Linked DNA regions of Mus musculus: regions 2, 3, 4, 5, 6 and 7 are each linked to region 1. A link is a contact called in public promoter capture Hi-C data. All regions are on one chromosome and are shown on one strand. The core of a region is the stretch at or near the end of the contact, and the rest is flanking DNA. Distances in the headings are between cores, read along the strand shown. Region 1 holds the start of Sfpq (splicing factor proline/glutamine rich (polypyrimidine tract binding protein associated)). Region 2 holds the start of Utp11 (UTP11 small subunit processome component). Region 3 holds the start of Ccdc28b (coiled coil domain containing 28B). Region 4 holds the start of Txlna (taxilin alpha). Region 5 holds the start of Rbbp4 (retinoblastoma binding protein 4, chromatin remodeling factor). Region 6 holds the start of Mtf1 (metal response element binding transcription factor 1). Region 7 holds the start of 1110065P20Rik (RIKEN cDNA 1110065P20 gene).

Evidence for each region. Promoter capture Hi-C pulls out the DNA fragments that hold promoters and counts their contacts. Capture Hi-C pulls out chosen DNA fragments and counts their contacts.
Region 2: a contact with region 1 is called in a promoter capture Hi-C map of adipose tissue. The contact joins the promoter of Utp11 here to the promoter of Sfpq in region 1. A contact is called at or near these places in 1 of 39 promoter capture datasets (neutrophils), 1 of 484 Hi-C or Micro-C datasets (B cells), 1 of 115 datasets of contacts at active chromatin or transcription factors (kidney) and 1 of 9 other capture datasets (adipose tissue).
Region 3: a contact with region 1 is called in a promoter capture Hi-C map of neutrophils, with 6 times the contacts expected there. The contact joins the promoter of Ccdc28b here to the promoter of Sfpq in region 1. A contact is called at or near these places in 3 of 39 promoter capture datasets (liver, neutrophils and pre-B cells) and 1 of 115 datasets of contacts at active chromatin or transcription factors (forebrain).
Region 4: a contact with region 1 is called in a promoter capture Hi-C map of hippocampal neurons, with 4 times the contacts expected there. The contact joins the promoter of Txlna here to the promoter of Sfpq in region 1. A contact is called at or near these places in 2 of 39 promoter capture datasets (hippocampal neurons and liver).
Region 5: a promoter capture Hi-C map of pre-B cells shows a contact between it and region 1, with 5 times the contacts expected there. The contact joins the promoter of Rbbp4 here to the promoter of Sfpq in region 1. A contact is called at or near these places in 2 of 39 promoter capture datasets (the C10 cell line and pre-B cells) and 3 of 115 datasets of contacts at active chromatin or transcription factors (astrocytes, embryonic forebrain and large pre-B cells).
Region 6: a contact with region 1 is called in a promoter capture Hi-C map of neutrophils, with 3 times the contacts expected there. The contact joins the promoter of Mtf1 here to the promoter of Sfpq in region 1. A contact is called at or near these places in 4 of 39 promoter capture datasets (liver, neutrophils and pre-B cells).
Region 7: a promoter capture Hi-C map of liver shows a contact between it and region 1, with 2.8 times the contacts expected there. The contact joins the promoter of 1110065P20Rik here to the promoter of Sfpq in region 1. A contact is called at or near these places in 1 of 39 promoter capture datasets (pre-B cells) and 2 of 9 other capture datasets (adipose tissue and liver).

Annotation. Positions count from the first base shown.
Region 1 is chr4:127,020,038-127,022,737 of GRCm38.p6, forward strand. Sfpq (splicing factor proline/glutamine rich (polypyrimidine tract binding protein associated)) reads left to right here and starts at 1,264. Exons shown (of 10, transcript NM_023603.3): 1 at 1,264-2,183. The coding sequence starts at 1,380.
Region 2 is chr4:124,692,123-124,694,834 of GRCm38.p6, forward strand. It overlaps Utp11 (UTP11 small subunit processome component), which reads right to left and starts at 1,432. Exons shown (of 8, transcript NM_026031.3): 1 at 1,318-1,432. The coding sequence starts at 1,380.
Region 3 is chr4:129,622,658-129,625,357 of GRCm38.p6, forward strand. It overlaps Ccdc28b (coiled coil domain containing 28B), which reads right to left and starts at 1,251. Exons shown (of 6, transcript NM_025455.2): 1 at 1,157-1,251; 2 at 1-130. The coding sequence starts at 106. It overlaps Gm34305 (a long non-coding RNA gene), which reads left to right and starts at 129. Exons shown (of 4, transcript XR_376684.4): 1 at 129-545; 2 at 977-1,096; 3 at 1,232-2,700.
Region 4 is chr4:129,639,552-129,642,333 of GRCm38.p6, forward strand. Txlna (taxilin alpha) reads right to left here and starts at 1,514. Exons shown (of 11, transcript NM_001199695.1): 1 at 1,420-1,514; 2 at 705-876; 3 at 1-16. The coding sequence starts at 870.
Region 5 is chr4:129,333,980-129,336,679 of GRCm38.p6, forward strand. Rbbp4 (retinoblastoma binding protein 4, chromatin remodeling factor) reads right to left here and starts at 1,391. Exons shown (of 12, transcript NM_009030.3): 1 at 1,239-1,391; 2 at 518-665. The coding sequence starts at 1,254. Zbtb8os (zinc finger and BTB domain containing 8 opposite strand) reads left to right here and starts at 1,989. Exons shown (of 7, transcript NM_025970.4): 1 at 1,989-2,160. The coding sequence starts at 2,064.
Region 6 is chr4:124,801,213-124,803,989 of GRCm38.p6, forward strand. Mtf1 (metal response element binding transcription factor 1) reads left to right here and starts at 1,337. Exons shown (of 11, transcript NM_008636.4): 1 at 1,337-1,431. It overlaps Inpp5b (inositol polyphosphate-5-phosphatase B), which reads left to right. Exons shown (of 24, transcript NM_008385.4): 24 at 1-299.
Region 7 is chr4:124,849,261-124,851,960 of GRCm38.p6, forward strand. 1110065P20Rik (RIKEN cDNA 1110065P20 gene) reads right to left here and starts at 1,304. Exons shown (of 3, transcript NM_001347196.1): 1 at 1,262-1,304; 2 at 972-1,173; 3 at 225-702. The coding sequence starts at 1,296. The coding sequence ends at 607. Mtf1 (metal response element binding transcription factor 1) reads left to right here. Exons shown (of 11, transcript NM_008636.4): 11 at 1-540. Yrdc (yrdC domain containing (E.coli)) reads left to right here and starts at 1,499. Exons shown (of 5, transcript NM_153566.2): 1 at 1,499-1,906; 2 at 2,433-2,547; 3 at 2,640-2,700. The coding sequence starts at 1,515.

The sequences.
Region 1 (2,700 bases), core at 14-2,513:
TAGTCCCAGCACCTGGGAGGCAGAGGCAGGTGGAGGGCTGAGTTTGAGGCCAGTCTGGTCTACAGAAGTAGTTCTAGGACAGCCAGGGCTATGCAGAGTAACCCCGTCTTGAACAAAATCAAAAACAATTTCCTCTCCCATGATTTGTGCTTGTAAATTGTTACTGTACACACACATGGAGTCACATCTACCTCATTTACCCTTCTGCTGGAGAATAAAGTGAGTCTTCTGCATGTCACACAAGCCAGAACCCCAAAGGCTGTGTCCTCAGCTCTCTCCATACTTTTCCCTCTTGGACAAAGACTGCATTCACTCAAACCTAATGGCAAATTTTATAGTATTACAACAAACGTGTTGCTATGAAATAATGTTTTTTTTTTTCCCTTTTTTTTTTTTTTTTTTTTTTTTTTTTGGTTTTTCAAGACAGGGTTTCTCTGTATAGCCCTGGCTGTCCTGGAACTCACACCCGGCTTCCTTTTTCTTAAATCTTTACTTTTATTTATTCATTAATTTTTTTGGAGGCAGGGTTTCTTTGTGCAGTCCTGGCTGTCCTGGAATTTACTATGCAGCCCAGGCTGGCTTTGAACTTGGAGTCCTTTCTGCTTCCAGAGTGCTAGGATTAAAGGCATATGCCAAAACAACCGGGGCTTCTATTTTATTTTATTATTTTTATTTTATTACGTTTCATGTAGCCCAAGCTGGTTTTGAACTCAATGTAATTGATAATGTAAAGATAAACTTGCAGTCCTGATTACTAGTGCCTCCTCCTCCCAAATTTTGGGCTCACGTGTTTGCCAATCTGCTAGCCTTTGATAGGGTTTCAATAAAAGTAAAACCGTTGAGATTAAACTCTGTGAAATTGACTCTAACTTCATTGGCGTAGGAATAAGAGACAGCACAAGTTCAATTTATAACCTTGAACCCAGCGAAGATGTTAGCCAAGAATAGCGGACTACTCATAAGAGGAAAGAAAATAGCCTTTCAGCGCTATCAGGAGCTGATAGGGCCCTGGATATTTAATTTCACGCGAAAGTTGCAGGGCATGCCCATTCAAATTTCTTCCAACAAATCACAAAGGCGTATAGACACTTTCTTATCCGTTTATTGGTCAAATGGAAATCCCAGCCCTCCCTACCTCCCGCCTCTCACTAGGGAGCCAATTGGAAAAACTTAGGTTTCATCATCAAGTACTGTACTTGCTATTGGCTGTCCGAGCTGTCAATCTAGGGAAGGCGGGCCAGGCCGAACTGTCCTATTTAAGAAGAGGACAAAGGCGGCGCGCAGCTTGTGTCGTCCGCCATTTTGTGCTCAGCAAGGTGGCAACCACGTTCCCTGAGCGACTTCTCCGCTTCTGCCTCGACCGCCCCTTGACTACAGCTATGTCTCGGGATCGGTTCCGGAGTCGCGGTGGCGGCGGTGGAGGCTTTCACCGGCGTGGAGGAGGTGGCGGCCGCGGCGGCCTTCACGACTTCCGCTCTCCGCCGCCGGGCATGGGCCTCAACCAGAACCGCGGCCCCATGGGCCCGGGCCCTGGCGGCCCGAAGCCGCCGCTCCCGCCTCCACCTCCTCACCAGCAGCAGCAGCAGCCGCCGCCGCAGCAGCCTCCGCCGCAGCAGCCGCCGCCGCACCAGCAGCCGCCGCCGCACCAGCCGCCCCATCAACAGCCCCCGCCTCCGCCGCAGGAATCCAAGCCCGTCGTCCCCCAAGGCCCCGGCTCGGCGCCGGGGGTGAGCAGTGCGCCTCCGCCGGCGGTCTCGGCTCCGCCCGCCAACCCCCCGACCACCGGCGCCCCTCCGGGCCCTGGTCCAACCCCGACTCCGCCGCCCGCCGTCCCCTCCACCGCCCCCGGACCGCCTCCCCCATCGACGCCGAGCAGCGGAGTCTCGACCACCCCTCCACAGACCGGCGGCCCTCCGCCACCGCCCGCCGGGGGCGCCGGGCCGGGGCCTAAGCCGGGGCCAGGCCCTGGCGGTCCAAAAGGCGGCAAGATGCCCGGTGGGCCTAAGCCTGGAGGTGGCCCGGGCATGGGCGCTCCTGGTGGCCACCCGAAGCCACCACACCGAGGTGGCGGCGAGCCCCGTGGGGGCCGGCAGCATCATGCGCCCTACCACCAGCAGCACCACCAGGGGCCCCCTCCCGGCGGACCGGGACCGCGCACGGAGGAGAAGATCTCCGACTCGGAGGTGAGCGGGTTCTCGAGCAAAGCCGTCCGTTTCCCTAAGATGGCGGCGCCTGCCTACCCTCGGCGTTTTTTTTTCCTCTTCCCCCCCGCCCGCAGCCTAGAGGGCCTCCATTTTGTCCCCTGCCGGAAGCGCTCCTGCGCATGCTTGCGCAGGCGGGGCGGACGCGCGGCGGGCTGTGGAGGCCGCTAGGGATTGGCTTCCAGCGGGAGGGCATCCTCACGTCTTGGCGGTAATCCGCTAGAGGCTAGCGGTCCGGTCCCTTGGGACCCAACTAGTGCACGTCGGAGGCCTCTGTTTGGGAGAAAACAGGGCAACTTGGTGCTGTCTTCCTAGTCTGCATTTAGAGCTATTTGTTGACGTCAGAGGTGTATTGATTGGCGTTTGCTGATAAAGAGGCGATGTGTTTCAAAGCATTTTGTATACTCTGCTTCATATGGATTAGAGTTAGTGATCCTGTTGGATCCCCAAATATGGTTCAACCTGCTAGCCCTCATGGGAAAAAAGGGAGATCGTTAAC
Region 2 (2,712 bases), core at 182-2,681, 2.3 Mb before region 1:
AAACACAGATTCTCCTCTTCCAGATCCCAGCACCCACGTCAGGATGTCGGACAAATCACAACCCTGGCCCAGGATGTGCTCCCACAAACACCCGCTCACACACTCACACTCAGTAATCTTTTAATTTAAAAAATGTTAGTGTGGCCGGGCAGTGGTGGCGGCGCACACCTTTAATCCCAGCACTTGGGAGGCAGAGACAGGCGGATTTCTGAGTTCGAGGCCAGCCTGGTCTACAAAGTGAGTTCCAGGACAGCCAGGGCTATACAGAGAAACCCTGTCTCGAAAAACCAAAAAAAAAAAAAAAAAAGTTAGTGTGTGTGTGAGAGAGAGAGAGATAAAGAATATGAATGAATGTGAGTGCAGGGCCTATGGAGGCCAGAGGGGGTGGTGGAATTCCTAGAGTGGAGTTAAAGCTATTTGTGAACCCACAATGTGAGTGCTAGGATTTGAACTCTGAGAGAGCAGCCGAGTACTCTTAACGGCTAAGCCCTCTCTCCAAGGCTTGTTAAAAGCTTGTTTGAACCAGTTATGATGTAATTTCTGAGAATGGCAAAGTGGATAAAGTGATTCTGCATACATCTTTATTTGTATTGCATATCCAAACCCTAACACATTCTCCTGAGTAAATCCACACCTATTTATTCTAACTAAATTAAGTGGGGGAACTCCCCACTTCCCTCCTTTTTTTCTTCTTACCAAGGACTACGCCTACTGCCCTTACTTGCTAGGCAAGCAGTTCACCATTGAGGCCTATGTCTAGAATTTTTTTAGATTTTTGAGTCAGGTCTAAGTGACCCAGACAGGCCCCGATTTTGGGATCCTTCTGCCTTGGCCTCTTGGGTAGATGCCATTATAGACCTGGGCTATGAGGTCCAGCAAAGTTTGTAAATGGTCAAGACATTCTCCAGAAGGGATAAGGAAAGTGCCACGATTTTAGGGGGAAGCATATGACAGATCTACACGAACCGCAAATCCCATGCCAAAAGTTGGGCCCAGTTTAGGAACACCCGGGCATGCGTCGGTTGTGAGGCGCCTACTGTCGCTGGTCACTCGGTTACATTCCTTTGACTTTGGTCTCAAGTTCCCAGGGAAAGGCCTCTAGCACACCCTGCCTCACTCAATTACCCACTGACCCTCTACCGTAGAGAATGACAATCCTCCTACCCTGTCCCTGGGTCTCCCCGACAAGGCACGCTGGGGTCAGGCCCCATGTGTTGGGTATTGACTGAAGGCAGATGCGCTGTCCCGTATCCGGATGCAGGGACAGCGAGGGGGCGGGGGCCACTGCAGGCGCCCCTGAGGCTTGCGAGGGCCTACCTGGCTTCGTTCTCGGTGTTCCCGCTGCCGGGTCTTGGCTGCCTTGCGAAAAGCCGCCGACATGCCTACTGAGGTCTAGGAAATGCTCAGCAAACTCCACCACCACGACAGCACTACCCACCCCGCCGCGTCCGCCAAGACACCGGAAGCAGGCCCAAGACGCGGCTTGCAATGCAGCCTATCAGAAGCCTGCTTTACCGGAAATACAGCCCCTCTCAAGCGGCCTGAATCGGAGGGTTCTGGGAGATGTAGTTTCCAAAGCTAGAGTCTTGGGATTCTTTCACAGCTCTCGGTTCGCAGAGAACGTCCACTGGTCCAGAGACCTAGACTTCGCTCCAGGCCGCACGTTGGCATCTGGGAACACATGGCTGGCACTGCTCTCTGGCTACGCTCGGCTTGCGTGTGCGCATGTGCTGTCACCTGAGACTTGGTGTGGGTTAAGATTCTAAGTAGAACTAGAACGTGGCTCACACCTTTAACCCCAGCTCTCTGGAGGTAGAAGCTGGCAATTTTCTGTAAGTTCAAGGCTAACCTGGTCTTACATAGTGATTGCCAGGCCAGCCAGGGCTACATAGTAAAATAAATCGCAGTCTAAAAACAAAACAAAAACAAACAAACCAAAAACTAGAAATAATGTGAATCTTACAGTATACTAGAAAGAGTACTTTAAAACCATATTTGGCTCCTCAGCTGACTTCTGGCTGCGTGGCTCTGAGCTGATTGCTTGACTTTAAAGAGCATCATTTTTCTCACCCATAAAACGAACATAATAATAGCAGACTGGTCTTGCTCATAGGAGTATCAAGGGCTCTGAGTGGCAGAACTGTATCTATAAGCAGAGTAGAAAAGAATCATCTAATAGCAATAAAGTTCCGAGTCCTTCACAGCCATCAAAGTTGTGCGTCTAGCTGGCCGACTTAACATAAGGTAGTTAATGTGATGGATAGAGAGCCGCGAACTGTGGAGGGAGTGTTCTGGTGCCAGCTCTGCTCTTAACCAAGGAAAGTTAGTTTTGCTGAGGCTTGGTATCCACATCTAGTTGTAAAATAATAAAATAATACTATACCCTCAGGATTTTGAGGTTTAAAAGACATATGTTTTCAGTGCTTAATGTTGGGTTTACTTGTTAGCAGGTTCACAATAAAATTGATTTGTTTCTGTTTTTGTTTTGTTTTGTTTTGTTAGTTTGTTTTATTGGGGTTGACTTAGTCTGATTAGGTTTGATGTTTTGAGGCAGTGTCTAGCTATGTAGGCCTGGCTGCACTGACACTCATAGATCAAGCTGGCCTCAGATTCACAGTGATCTCTTGCGTCTGCAAAGAGCTGGGATTACAAGTGTGTGACAGTGTGCCCAGCCATCCTGTTATTTTTGTCACCACTAAAGCTACCTTTAAG
Region 3 (2,700 bases), core at 1-2,500, 2.6 Mb after region 1:
AGCCACTGTGGCTGGTGGGCACAGGGACTCTGCGCAGTGTGCCTGGGGCCTGTGCTGGTTGGGTCAGGCAGGGCTTAGGACTCCGTTTCTTCTTTTTGTCTTCCATTGGGTGGTGTGTTGGACCTCAGGTCTGGGAAGGAAGGGGGCAAAATCATCCCTTCACTCAGCACCCTCTTTCGTCTGAGAGGAAGGGTCTTCAGATGTATCTTTGTCCATCAGTCAGGAGCTCTGTCCTCTTGTCTGTACAGGGTCATATGCCAGCCTGCTGCTGGACTGTAGCTATGCATCTGAAGGACCTCCCAAGGCCAGCAAAGCCCTTTTCTTCCTGACAGCCCCATCTGCCTGCTGGAGAGGGCTGGCCCAGACCAGGGTCATCTTGCTGTTTTCCTGTCACTACAGCCCAGAGCCTGGGGCTGTAGAGGAAGATGCTCAGGAGACAGGGTGGATGTGACTAGGGGAGCAAGCTGAGGATCAGGAGGCCATTTGCTAGGCAACGGTCTGTATATGGCAGCGGATACTGACTAACTGCATGAGGTGCAACCAAGGTAAGGCAGGGACACCTGGAAATACCCTGGTGTCAATCATATGGACCAGGAATAGCCGGCTCATCACTGGCCTCTCTTCCACTTCACTTCAACTACACATGCCAGGGCTGCCCAGAAGTTCCCAGGACAGCTTCTAGTCTCTTCTTTTTCTAGTTAGAAAGTCTTTAGGGGCTAGACCTCCAACAATGTAACTCTGACTTGATTAGCTTAGCTTGACTCCCCTACAGCCCCATCACCTAGGTATCTGGTCTGCTGAGGTCCTCTCCAGGGGAGGTCTCAGCTCCCTCACTTTACTTCCGAGAGGGCGATGGTCAAATCGGAACATTAAGCGTTTAAGCTGGCATGGAACAGCTGGGTGGCATCAGTGGGGCTCGGGGGTGGGGTGGGGGGTGGTGGTGGTGGGAGACAGAACTCTTTTTCTCTCCATGTAGCAGCAGTGTGACCCAGTAAGAGACCTGATGGAAGCGGCAGCCAGAGCGACTGTGATCCGCCTGAGATGTGCCTAAGGAAAGATTCAGTTCTCAATTCGGGCTTCAAAAAACAAGCATCAGGTGCGGCACCCCGCCCCCATCCTCCTCACTCCCTTCTCGCCCCCTTGGGGTTCTACTGACCTGGAAGTTTGGGGTCTGGAGTGTGAAACAGTGCTTCTTTGCAATCTCCCTTCACCCTGCTTTCTCTCTCCTCAGGGGAACTGGAGCTGGAGGGAGCTAAGCTGGCTGGAGATGATTTGCATTTAAAGAGAAAGTAGCCCTCTTTGGATTCCCTGGGAGCGGAGCCGGAGGAGAGTACTTCCGTCGATTTAACAGTTCCCCTTCCCTACCTCCCACAAGAACTAAAGGAGCACTGTTAGTTACGGGATATGGATTTAAAATCATTTCCTTTTCTTGTCACGTTTGGAGGGGATCCCTTACAAAATGGTGGTGGCTTTGTTTGCAGCAGGGGTGGTAGGGAAATGATGGGGCTAAATGAATGTGTGGGCAGAGGCAATATATAAGTATACGGGAAAATGAGGGGCGGACACCAGAAGGAACAAAGACAATCAGTACCCAGCACCCTGTTAAGCCTTTTATGTACATTCAATCCTGAGACATAACTGTTATCCCGATTTTACGGAAAATAATCAATTGTCACTCATTCCTGGGCACGGTCGCTGTCCTGTGACATCCAGATACTCCTAGCCTGTAAGCGCTGAAGAACTGACAGGGCCTCTCCCCACCTCCGAACCAGAGCAAATAGGATCCCAAGCAGGCTGGCAGGAGGTGGGGCGTGAGAGCTCCGGAAGGAGGCTGGCCCAGAACTGTTGGCGGTTGTGCTGCTGGAGGAGGGAGGTCCCACCAATGAGGCTATTTGAAGATCTGGCAGAGGAGTCTGGTTCAGATCTCCAGAACAGCATCCGATGCCACAGGAGAGGGTGTCAGGCTGCCCAGCAGGCTCAAATTAAAGCGACCTAGGCAACAAAGCATCCATCTTCCCTTTTCCTTTAGCAACAACAGTAGGTTTCCCTGGCTGTGGGCACCCAGAGGTGTTGCTTCTGGGATCTTTTCCAGGTGCTGTTAACATGCAAACTGCTCTAGGAAGCAACTCTAATCCAAGACTTCTAAACAACCAAGAACCGGAGGGAGGGGAGCACGCTGGAAGGTCCCTTTCCTCTCAGAATTGCTGCTGGAGCAGGGTGCCAGCTTCGTTCATCAAAGTGACAGTGGGCCCAGGAGCACCCGGGGTTGCCACCTTCAGCTGCTTCCCTGAGGAGCCAGAAGCTTTTGCGGAGCCACTTGCGCTTGCAAGCTCCTGATGCGGAGGCAGGAAAGGAATCCTCTCCACCCCTACTGGAGGACTTTTAGAATCAATTTGTCTACCGCTTCTGGCTAGAAGGAATCAAGGGACAGCCCCTATAAAGCTGAGCAGTTCCATCTTTTCTGCCCAACCAACCCAGAGACCTGGTGCTGGCTGAGGCCACCTACAGTGTCCCTTAGAGGAAACCAGCTGAATTAGGGAACTACTAAGGCCGCGCGCATGCGCATTTCCCCAGGAGGGCGAGAGCACAGACCCAGTAGCTTCCTACCCCTTACTCAGCTGTGTGAACACCTTCCTTCAATAGGTCCTCAAGGCCCTCTGGGTCTGCTCTGAACTCCTAAGGAACACCTAAACACAAACC
Region 4 (2,782 bases), core at 264-2,763, 2.6 Mb after region 1:
GCTTTAGCTCGAGCCCCTACAGCAGGAAAGATGAAGACACGGGATTAAAGTTCAGTGGTCATACCACTCGCTTGGATCTTCTTTAAGCCCAGATAAACACACTGGTGTGGGTTAAATGTTGTTTTATTTATTTATTCGGTTGAGTTAGGCTCTCTCTACAGGGCCCTGGCTGTCTTGGAACTTAGTATGCAGGCTGATCACAAACTCCGAGATCTGTCTGCCTCTGCCTCCTGAGTTCTGTGGACAATGGTGAGGGACACTAGGCCTGGCCTCAATTTAAGTTTTTTTAAACCCTAAGTTTGTTTAGTTATAAAACAAGTATTTCTAACACCCAAACATACTTGTTATAAAAGCCAACTGTGTAAAGCACCCCTGTGTGAGGAGCAGTTGGCATGTGGCAGACGCTGCACCTCATGAAGGACAATTACCCACCACTGGCAAGTGTTCTCTGGGAATATGACTTTGCTTACGGGGTGCTTCATTTGACTGTCTTCGTTTAAACCAGTCAGAGCATGCTCCCAAGGTTGCGCCCCACGGCTAAGAGTGGGAAGGTTCACCACCTCCCCAGGAAACAAAAGGATCACACAGAATGAGCATCGTTCATTCTATAGTTCCTTCTTCTTGGGTAAACACTGGCCTCAGAAGACAGACCAGTACCAGAAACTCCTCCCTCTGCCCACTGGAAAAGCAGAGCTGGCACACACCCTCGGTCTTCCCAGGAGCCTGGCTTGTGGAACCTTCGGCTTCCGCCCCAGGAGCTGTCTGTCTGGGTCGTCCATGGGCTCCCTCCGGTCCTGCTTCCCGTTGCCCCGGGCTGCCCTTCGAGTTGGAGTGTTTGGCAGGCCCATTCTTTTTGTCTTGGTTCTTCATTGTGATCTGCAAGGCCAGAAATGGGGCAGATCCTTTAAGGACCCAGTTGCTTTTTTTTTTCTAGACTTCAAAATTCTTCTTCACAACTAGATAAGAAATCCCCAAATCTGACGCTCGAAGCTTCAAACAGACCGGTCGGTCTTCGCCCGGGATTTCACGGTCCCATGGAAGGTTTCCGAGAAGCTGCCCCTGAGTGAGTGAGGGAAGGAAGAGGCCTCCTTTCTCCCGAATGCCACTTCTCGGCACCACACGGCTCCCTCTCGGCAGCCGGAGCGCGGGATTGGCTCAGAGCCGCAGACTGACGTGGCGGGATGCTCCAGTCCCGATCGGCTCCCCGCCCCACCAGGTCCCACGTGGGACCCCCGCGCGCGCGCGCGCACAGAAGCCACCCACACCCCACGCGCCCTCTAGACCTAGAGTACGCACGCGCAACACTGGGGCAGGCCGCCCTCCCCCCGACCCCCCGAATTAGTTGTTCCTCTACGGCCAACGCGTCCTGGGCCACAGACCCTCTGAAGAGCTCGTCCCACGTACAGCCCATAGACATACTTCACCACGGACGTCCGGCGGCGTCCTCCTCTCCGGCCGAGCACCGGAAACCTAGGTAACTGCTGCCAACAGGACCGCCCTCTCCTGCCGCAGCCAATCAACAGCAAACGCGGGCGCGGAGCTTGCTGGGAAAAAAGAAGTCAAGGCGGCTTTGGAGGCGGGAGTGGGAAAAACTACGAGCCCCTTCATGCCTCGCGGCGCCGCACAACTCCCGAGATGCAACCGAAAAGCATAGGAGCCAAATACCCTGAGGGTCCGAAATTATGTCATTGGTCGAGAGATTTTTGTCAGCCTCTTTTCTGGTACTGAAGCTATGATTGGCCTTAAACTTTGGCATTCTGGTCTTTTTTTTTTCTTTTTTTTTCATACACTCATTAGTCCTTTATAAACATGTATGACTTTCTATGATCTCTGAGAACTCGGAAGAGGGATAGAAAGGTAAACTAATTTGTTATGTGCCTGGCATTTTTTTCCCCTCTATTACAATAGAAGGTTTATAATAATTCAAACGTTTTTTCCTCGTATCCAGTAGCTTGATTCTCATAATTACTCGGATTAAGTACAAAATACTCAGTGATCTGTGAAATATACGATAGTACAGAAAAGCCTAGTTAAAATAAAACAAACTACTATTTGTTTGTTAGAGACAACATCTCGTTATATGTGGCTTTGGCAGGCCTGGAACTCCCTATGTAGATTAAATTGGCTTTGAACTCAAGAGTTTTGTCTGTCTTTGCCTCCCCATGGCTTGGACTAATGGCAAAGGCCACCAGGTAAAGGGTAAATAGTTTAAGGCTCCATCAATATTGTGTGGTTATAGCAGATTCAAAGCTGGAAGCCTGACACCAGCACCCATCCTTTAAAAATATTTCTTTGCCCCCTGAGTCAGGGTTTCTTTGTGTAGCCTAGTGTGTCCTAGAACGTAATCTTTGACTATGCTGGCTTCTAACTCAGAGCTGCCTACCAAAACCGGTTGGAACCATTCTCCGACACCACAGCTGTTCTCTGAGGCAATTTATGCCCCGCCTTCTAACCCCACCAGCTTGGCAATTACTCCCTCAGAAAGGGATTGAAGCCAGGGAGTTTGGCTTTAGGCAGGTTGGTAAACTCCCACCCTACCACCCCTGCCCCACTTTCTGCAAAGTATCAAGTGTTACTGCTTTAAAATGTTAGATTTTTCTCGTCTTTGTTCTTCATTATGATTTGCAGTGCCAGTGTAGGCTCAGAACATTAAAAAAAACCCCACAATTGTGATTTCAATTCTTTTGTTGTGTGGAGTTTGTTTTGTTTGATAAGGTCTTGCTTTATAGAGCTGGCTGGCGTGTAACTCTCTATGTAGATCAGGCTGTCCTAGAAACTCACG
Region 5 (2,700 bases), core at 141-2,640, 2.3 Mb after region 1:
AGAAATCAAATGTTTTGTTGAATAAACTGGACCCAGAATAACTTTTGAAAACGGTCAAGTTTTATATTACATGGCCAACTCCAGTCTTAAGAATGGCTATTCAACTCCATGCTGAGGGAAAAAACAAAAACAGGGCTGGAGAGCTGGCTCAGCGGCTAAGAGCATTGACTGCTCTTCCCAAGGTCCTGAGTTCAAATCCCAGCAACCACATGGTGGCTCACAACAATCTGTAATGGGACCCAATGCCCTCTTCTGGCTTCAGTGTATTCATACAAATAGAGATGACTTAAAAAAAAAAAGTAAAAGAAAAAGAAAAAAAAAAATCAAACAACAACACAACAACAGAGCATGTTTTCTTTGCAGGGTAAATTACAAAATGATCTTCTGTTTTTGACATTATTTCTAGTCGAGGAAAATAAATAGTACTCATAAGCTCTGATAATGTCCCCCCTGAGTGACTGGAGGGCAAAAAAATTAAAATATATGAACTATCAAAAATATTCAAGATTCGCGTCACCTGGTCACATCTGGAAGCCACTGGGCAGTTAAGCTGGGCCACTCCAGGGCATGGGTCATCACCAAATCATAAAGAAAAGGGGTGTTCTTCTTCCATATTTTGTACTCCTCGTTGATCACCCGTTCTTCCACTGCGTCGTCAAAGGCCGCTAAAATGTTTTTAAAAGACAAATCAAGTTAGCGAACGTAAACGGAAAGGGCACAAACCTCTCCAAGCCACCGGCGTAGCGCCCGGATTTTGACAACGAAATGGAGATTCATCTTAATCTCCCAGGTCGCGGGCACCAACGCCACTCTCGGCCGCGGCGGGCCGGAAGTCCTGGGGCCACCCCAGCCGGACACTCCGTTACTCCTTCGGGGGCCGATGGTGTCCAACCCCGAACGAAGCACGGTGGCGCGCGCCAAGTCCGCCAAACCCGGGGAGGAGACCTGCGCATCGAGCCTGGGGATGGAGAGCGGCGCCCCGAGTCTCGGCAGGCAGAGGGACCGGCAGGGAGCCTCGTAGTCGCCTAGGCCGGAGACCTGGCGTCGCCTCGCATCCGCTCCGGAGGAGCTGCTGCGCCGTTAGCCCGCCCCGCCGGGGAGCTCAGTCCTCAGGCCGGCGTCGCTGGGACGAGGCTCGCCAGAGTCGGGCCTGCTCTCCGTCTCAGGCCGCGTAACAGGCCACGACACAGCCCTACAAGCCAGCACCGTCCCTTCCGAGCCGGCCTCGGCACACTCACCTTCCTTGTCAGCCATGGCGGCAGGAGAGCCGGGAGGGGTTGGGGGATCCCGGGGTCGTGCGTTGCAGGAGGGGCGGGGAGGCTACGAGCGCTCCACTCCGCGCGCGCGGCCTCTATTGTTTCCTGCGGCCCGTGCGTAGGGGGCCGGCTCGCGTGCCTTCGCGCCAACACCGACCAATGAGAAAGCGCGGGTCTGAGGGGTGGGCGGAGCATCCGCCTCGCGGCCTATGGAGACGCTCGAGAGTCGTTTTCTCCAGAGTCCCGAGGCGCGCGCGCTCCGCCCCTTCTCTCTCCCCCACCCCCCACCACAGTCCGGAGACTTCCACGGATTGCGCGCGCGCCCCGCCTGCCGGGATGAGGCCCGTGCAGATCACGTGACATACACCCTACACGCTCATGCGCAGCCATCTTCTTAGCAGGCCGTTATGCTGACAACTCCCTCAGGGTAGCGAAAGAATTTGGAAGTGTTTCCGGGTCTGGTTAGCAACTCGGAGGGCCAGACGAGGAGAAAACGCATCACCGTTTAGACTTACAGGTGCCTAATTCAAGGTGGCGTCTTTTAACTGACTCCCTCGGTACTAATAGTGATGAGTGCAGGAAATAAGATGCTGGTCTCTAAAACATGTTATAAAAGCGGCAGGACCGAGCCTGGCAGCCCGGCAGCCCGGCAGCCGCAAGCGGGTATATCCTTCCGCGAGCTTGCAGAATGGAGTCCTGGTCCTTTTAGACCCGCTGCCAAGGGGGTGGGGTGTAGAGCGGAAGTTATGGCGCGGGGCCGAAGTCTGGCTGATGAAGGGCGGAAGTAAGAGTACCAACTCCGCAATCATGGCTCAAGAGGAGGAAGATGTTAGAGATTACAATTTGACGGAGGAACAGAAGGCGACCAAGGACAAGTATCCTCCAGTCAATCGAAAATATGAATGTGAGTAGGTGGCCCACATCTCTTGCATTCGGACAACCTGCGGCTTCCTGCTTCGCCCACTTCTTTGCCCTAAAGGTGCTCTGGCGTGATCACAGTGTGCCCCTCTTTGGACCCAATTTAGGGGGAAAGTGAAGAAAAAGATCACCTTACTAGAGAATGAAGAAACCCGAGGCCGTATCCCCTGCCCCCATCCATTCTAAAAGTCCATGTGTGCCTGAATCACACTTACCTTTGGGGATAGAGTTAAATGGTGTGGCGCTGGTCCAACATTTATCATTGTAAATTATACTTGTGCATTAGTTGTATTTTTAAGTGATTTCTGGGTTGTCCTCGAGTTTCTCCCAGTAGGGAATAGTGTGACCAGGTTAGAGTAATCAAGACATACCTTTTTCTGTGCGTGCGTGCGTGCGTACGTGTGTGTCCACAGCCCAAGATTGGATCTTATTACGTACTGCAACTTTTGCATCACGTTAAATTTTTTTGAAAGATAAAAATTTAGCCGGGGGCTGGTGAGATGACTCAGTGGGTAAGAGCACCCGA
Region 6 (2,777 bases), core at 87-2,586, 2.2 Mb before region 1:
AAGTCCCTGAAGGAGAATGGCTTGGGGCGGCAGGACTCTGCTTAGAGGTTCCTGGATAAACAACTTTTAGCCATCCAGATGCTTCCACTGTCCAAGCCGCAAACATGTTCATGCATAGGGCACCTGTTCCCTTTCTGCTCAACTCCAAGGCCTCTCAGTCGCCCCCAAGAGCACTGAAGAAAGGGGGTTCTGGTGAAACAAGTGGGATTTTGTAGGATATTCAGTCCTCCCAACTGTATATAATGCAGCACCTCTCATATATGTAATATATTTTAATGAAAATGTATTTTTAATGGTGACTATGGTTCTCTCTTTTTTTAGTTATGTGTATGTGTGTGGTGGTGGTGGTACATGCATGTGTGAATGTGCTAGGAGAGGCCAGAGGCTCAGATCTCTCTGAAGCTGGATGTGAGCCATCTAATGTGGGTTCTGGTTTCAAAAGAACTCTAAGGTCAGAGCAGTCAGTTGGTCTTCTCTTCCCCAATCCTCCTCTCTCAAGAGATGGTAGTTCCTGGCAGCTAGTCCTTTGTGGCTTAAGAACAGAGCAGCTGATCTGTGGCATGCTGGTGCGCCAGAGTCACTTATTCAACCTTACTCAGAGGGAATGGCACAGCAGTTTGGGCCTGAACCCTGATCTAGCCTCTAAGAGCACTGCTCCAACGTAAACATTCGAGAGAAGTCGTTCATGGGGTAAATAAGCATTAGCTTATGTGAGAGTCTAAAAATTACATATACAGGAATATAATAGAAACACGAGAAAAGTATCTTCTTGGGCTTTGAAATATTGCTACCACCGAGTGGATTTCAAGGGTGGGTAGGATAAGTGTTAAGAGCTGACAGGGGACTGGCCAGTAGGTGGCGCTGACCCTTTCTAGAGCAAAAACCCTCCTTAAGGAAGGTTGGAACCGCTAGCTCCCGCGGGCGCGTGAGAACGAGAAGTTTCTGGAGGGCTCTGCTCAGCGTTCCGGTCCTGGGGGGGAGCCTCAGCCAGGTGAACTATGCTGCGTGGGTACAGTGGGGCGAGGAGAGGGATGCCGTGGGCTGGCCTACGCATCTGGAAGGCGGCGGCTGACTGCAGCCTTCTTGCTGCAGCTGTGGACGCAGCTGGGGCTGAGAACACCTCGACTTCACCGCTGATGTCGCGTATCCTCCCGCGCTCGAAACAGCCCGCTCTCTATGGTCAGCTTCCCGGTGCGGCACCGGAGCGCCAGACTCCACTCGCTCCGCCCACAGCCCGCTGGGGAGAGGCGCGGTCTCAGCCCCCTGGAGAGTAGAAGCCAATCACGAACAGCAGCAGGCCCAGGGCTCCCCGGGCCTCTCCTTCCTCCGGAAAGCGGAAGCGGAAGTGACGCTAGGGACAGGTGGGGGCAATCATGGTGCCGCTTGGGAGGGGAGAAGCTGCTGCTGCCGCCGTTGCCGGGAGCCGCGGAGGTAAAAGCAGAGGCTGGACTCGGCTGGGGCTGGAACTATCCGGGGGGTGCGGGACTGGGGCTCCCTGCCGTAGCCATTCCCGGCTGAGACTTCATTCCACTCACCCGAGGGACCCCACCCCTCCTCCGTTTCCATGGGGATGGGTATCCAGCCCCCCTTCTCTGTTTCCATGGAGACCCGGACCCTGCCCCTCTTAGCCCAGCTCGTAGCCCCCAGACTGCCTCGGGGTTTTTCTCTGTAGCCCTGGACTAGGGGTGCTTTCCCGGTCAGGGTCCTCATGCTAGTCTCTCAGAGGTGCTGGGTTCGCAGTCCTCGGCCACCCTCACACCTCCTGGTCTTGTTACAGAAAGTTGGTCTCTGCGTTTCCCGGGGCAGCCCACCGGGTCTCTTATCTCTCCTCTCAGACACCGAGAAACGTGTATTTCTGGGGTTGCGTAAGCAAAGGTTCGGGCTGGTTCCTCTCAGATTAGATCCCTTGACCTGTGCCTGGTAACTACCTCGCCTGCTTGTCACTCCGGCTAGTAAAGGCTCACTTTGCCGACTCTTGAGCTGAAGAGAAAGTGCAGAACCAGGTTGAGAACTAAGTGATGTGCTGGTTATTTTAAATTCTCCTTTTGTGTCTGCCAAACCCACATTTGTAGAACCTGTGTGTTTTCGGGTGAAGGAGGAATCACCATTCCAGACCATGAAAGCTTCAAATTTGGTAATTTCCTCAAGAGGCTATCTTCAAAAAGAGACCGTCTGCATGTCTGTCATTCATTTTGCTGATATTTCCTGAGCTGCTCGTGTCAGTATTGCTTATGTTAAGTCAGCCTTTCGGGTCAGAAAGCCTAGTCACTCTGTACAAGTGTACTCTCTGGTCCAGATCATGTTTTACGATATAAATAATTAAAGTGATTTGCATCAGCTACTCCTTATTAGGGTTTAGCCCCTCCACCTGATGTGTTCTAGAAATGACAGAAGGAAGCCACCCTTTTTCTTTACCTGCAGTTTCTCTTTCTGTATGAAACAGGAAGCCCTGGTCCCACTGTAGAAAAGCAGGCACGGATAGGTTGTCCAAGCAGTAAAGGGCAAAAGGAGGGTTTGGAGGTGGTTATGTTCAGAGTGTTGTTTCTGCACCACCAACTACATGAGGCCGTGGCACTGCCTCACGGTGTGTTTGCGGGGAGGGAGGGCATTGGGACGGGAGCACCTCACTGAAGGTTTGTAGCCACTCTTTCTTTAAACAGCCACCTGTTTGCTCTTTTATCCTCCTTAGCTTCATAGATCCATCTTTAAAGTATGTGACAGTAGAAGGTCTTGTGAATGCCAACTTTGAATTTTTTGGGGGAAAAAAAAAGATTTGC
Region 7 (2,700 bases), core at 54-2,553, 2.2 Mb before region 1:
TTTTGTATAAACTTAATATTGTACTTTAAAATATCTGCTATGAAGTGAAAATTTAACTTTTTGGAATTGAAAAAGCAATATTAAATACTAATGAAATCTTAATTAAATGCTTATTTAAATCTGGTAGTACATGTGGCATTACTTCCCATCCCTGTCCCTGGTTGACACTCTCTTCCCACTCCCAGCCATCAAGTCTTGGAGGGACAGAAAAGAAAGGTCAGTCACCAGGGTCTGCAGATTTCCTTTTAATCAAGACTCTGCTCAAGTGTTTTGTGGGGCTGAGAGCCCCCAAAGCATGAAATGAACATGTAATACCACCTGGAACCCCCAAAGCAGGCCAGACCACTCTGGCCAGCACTGCTGGCTTCCTGAATCCGAGTACTCAAGACTGGATGTTTGTTGGCTCCATTTCAAAGCACAGTACTGCCTTCAGCCAGGACGACGTGGGAGTGAACCCAGCTGCTAGTAGAGTTGCCATCCCAGGCTGAGGGCCAAGTACCAGCAACTGCCCGTGAAGACTGGCCCCTTTTAGTGAAGGGAGTTGGTCACAGTCCAGCCACTGGCCCTGGAAAGGGACAGAAGTCAGGGTGCCCGGCTAGGGTATGATCAAGACTCCGAGGCTCCATCGCCAGCATCCTTTGGAAGGCCACCTCTGGCCGATACAGATGGCTGGGGCGGCGCTCCAGACTTGGCTGAACCGTTCTAGTTGGAACAGAAAAGGGGGGAGGGGGGATGAGCCCGGAGGAAAGGCCTTAAGTTAGGCCCCACAAGAATAAGGCCACTTGGCATCTCGACAGTACCATGCTTTTTCAAAACCTCGCTCAGATCAAAGGAAGTTAAGCGGTGGGGATGCTCTTCCACCTGCCTCCTTTGGAGCGGGGTGGGGGTGGGGAGCGCGAGCTAGACCAGTGCAGTGAGTGGGAAGCGCCCACCTCCCCAGGTCCAGCCCGGAGAGGGCACTGGGCACTGACCCCGCCACCAGCCGGTTCTGGGCGCCGGCGGCCCAGCTGCCGCAGCATCTCCTCACAGGCGGCGATGGTGTCCAGAAGCTGCCGCTGCCGCTGCTCCACGGCGTCCAGCAGCTGCTGGGCGCGTTCATCTCGGGGCGGCTGCGGGGGTGGCCTCCCGCCGAGCCCCAACCCCGCCTTCCCACGGTCCACGCCGGCAGCCTCCCTGCCCGGGAGAGAGACGGCGTCAGGGCCCGGCGCTAGGCGGCGCGAGGTCGCGGCCCCAACCCACCGCCCCGCCGGCCCGCTCTCACCCCCGTGACCAGCCTGCGCCGGGACCCCACTCCATCGCCGCCCGTGCCACCCGCTCACCACCCCTCCGCAGTCCGCCCCCCGCGCCGCGCGAGGAGTCCGCTAAGCCGAGCCCCGCCCCGTCCCCACCGTTCTCCTTCAAGTCGCCTGGGGGTCGCGGTCCCTTTAAGCGGCCGGGAGCGGAGGCGGGGCCGAGCCTCGCGGGCCGGAAGTTGCGTCCGTGCGTCACTTCCTCCCGGAAGCGGCTCGGCACGGATGTCTACGGCGCGTCCGTGCGCGGGGCTGAGGGCCGCCGTGGCGGCCGGCATGGGGTTGAGCGACGGGCCGGCTAGTTCTGGCCGCGGCTGCCGCCTCCTACGCCCTCCTGAGCCCGCTCCGGCGCTGCCGGGGGCCCGGCTGCTGCGGCTTCCGGAGAGCGAGCCCGTGGAAGCCGCGAGCCCCGAGCGCTCCGGCTGGACCGAGGCGCTGCGGGCCGCCGTGGCCGAGCTGCGCGCCGGCGCCGTGGTGGCGGTCCCGACCGACACGCTCTACGGCCTGGCCTGCTCGGCGAGCAGCTCGGCGGCCCTGAGTTGCGTGTACCGCCTCAAAGGCCGCAGCGAGGCCAAGCCGCTGGCCGTGTGCCTGGGCCGCGTGGCCGACGTCTACAGGTGAGGCGGCCCCGCTGGGGGCGGCCCCGCGGGAGGGGTTTCCGGTGACAGCCTCGGGAGACCGCGGCGTCCGCCGAGCGCGGGAGGGGCTTGTCCTTGCTCCCCGAGGAGGAATCCGGAACTGGAGATTGGTCGGGAGCGCTGACGGCTCGCCAAGATCCGCTCTAGACAGTCGGTCGAGAAGCTGAGTTAGGCGAGCATGGCACTCTTCTCCCGGTGCCCTTGTGATGGGCGGAGGGGAGGCCCGTTTCGGGGTAACGCCTTCCAGATGATTAAACGGATTGAGATTGTATCCACGTGCCACGGCGCTGTGGTTTTGTCCCCCAAGACAGGCGGATAGACTTAAAGCCCAGGGTACTCTGTGGAGTCTGTCTTCTGCCAGAACTCCGAGGAAGAGGGAGTAGAGAGTCAGGTAGATCTCGTTCATTATACACGCGAAGGGGACCCCTCTCCAGCATCTGCCTTAAGTCCCCAGGAAAGGTCCATCAGGGTGATTTGGAGAGGATTTGTGCTCCTTTGCCTGCAGGTACTGTCAGGTGAGAGTACCTAGGGAGCTCCTGGAAGACCTGTTCCCAGGCCCTGTGACCCTGGTGATGGAGCGCTCCGAGGAGCTCAACAAAGACCTGAACCCCTTTACTCGTGTGAGTCAAGAGTTTTCCCTTTTCCTGCGATCTAAATCAGACGCTTGCAAGCCCTCGATGTCTTCCTCACGTTCTCTTTTCTTGCTTCCCAGCTTGTTGGCATCCGGATTCCTGACCATGCCTTCATGCTGGACTTGGCCCAGATGTTTGGGG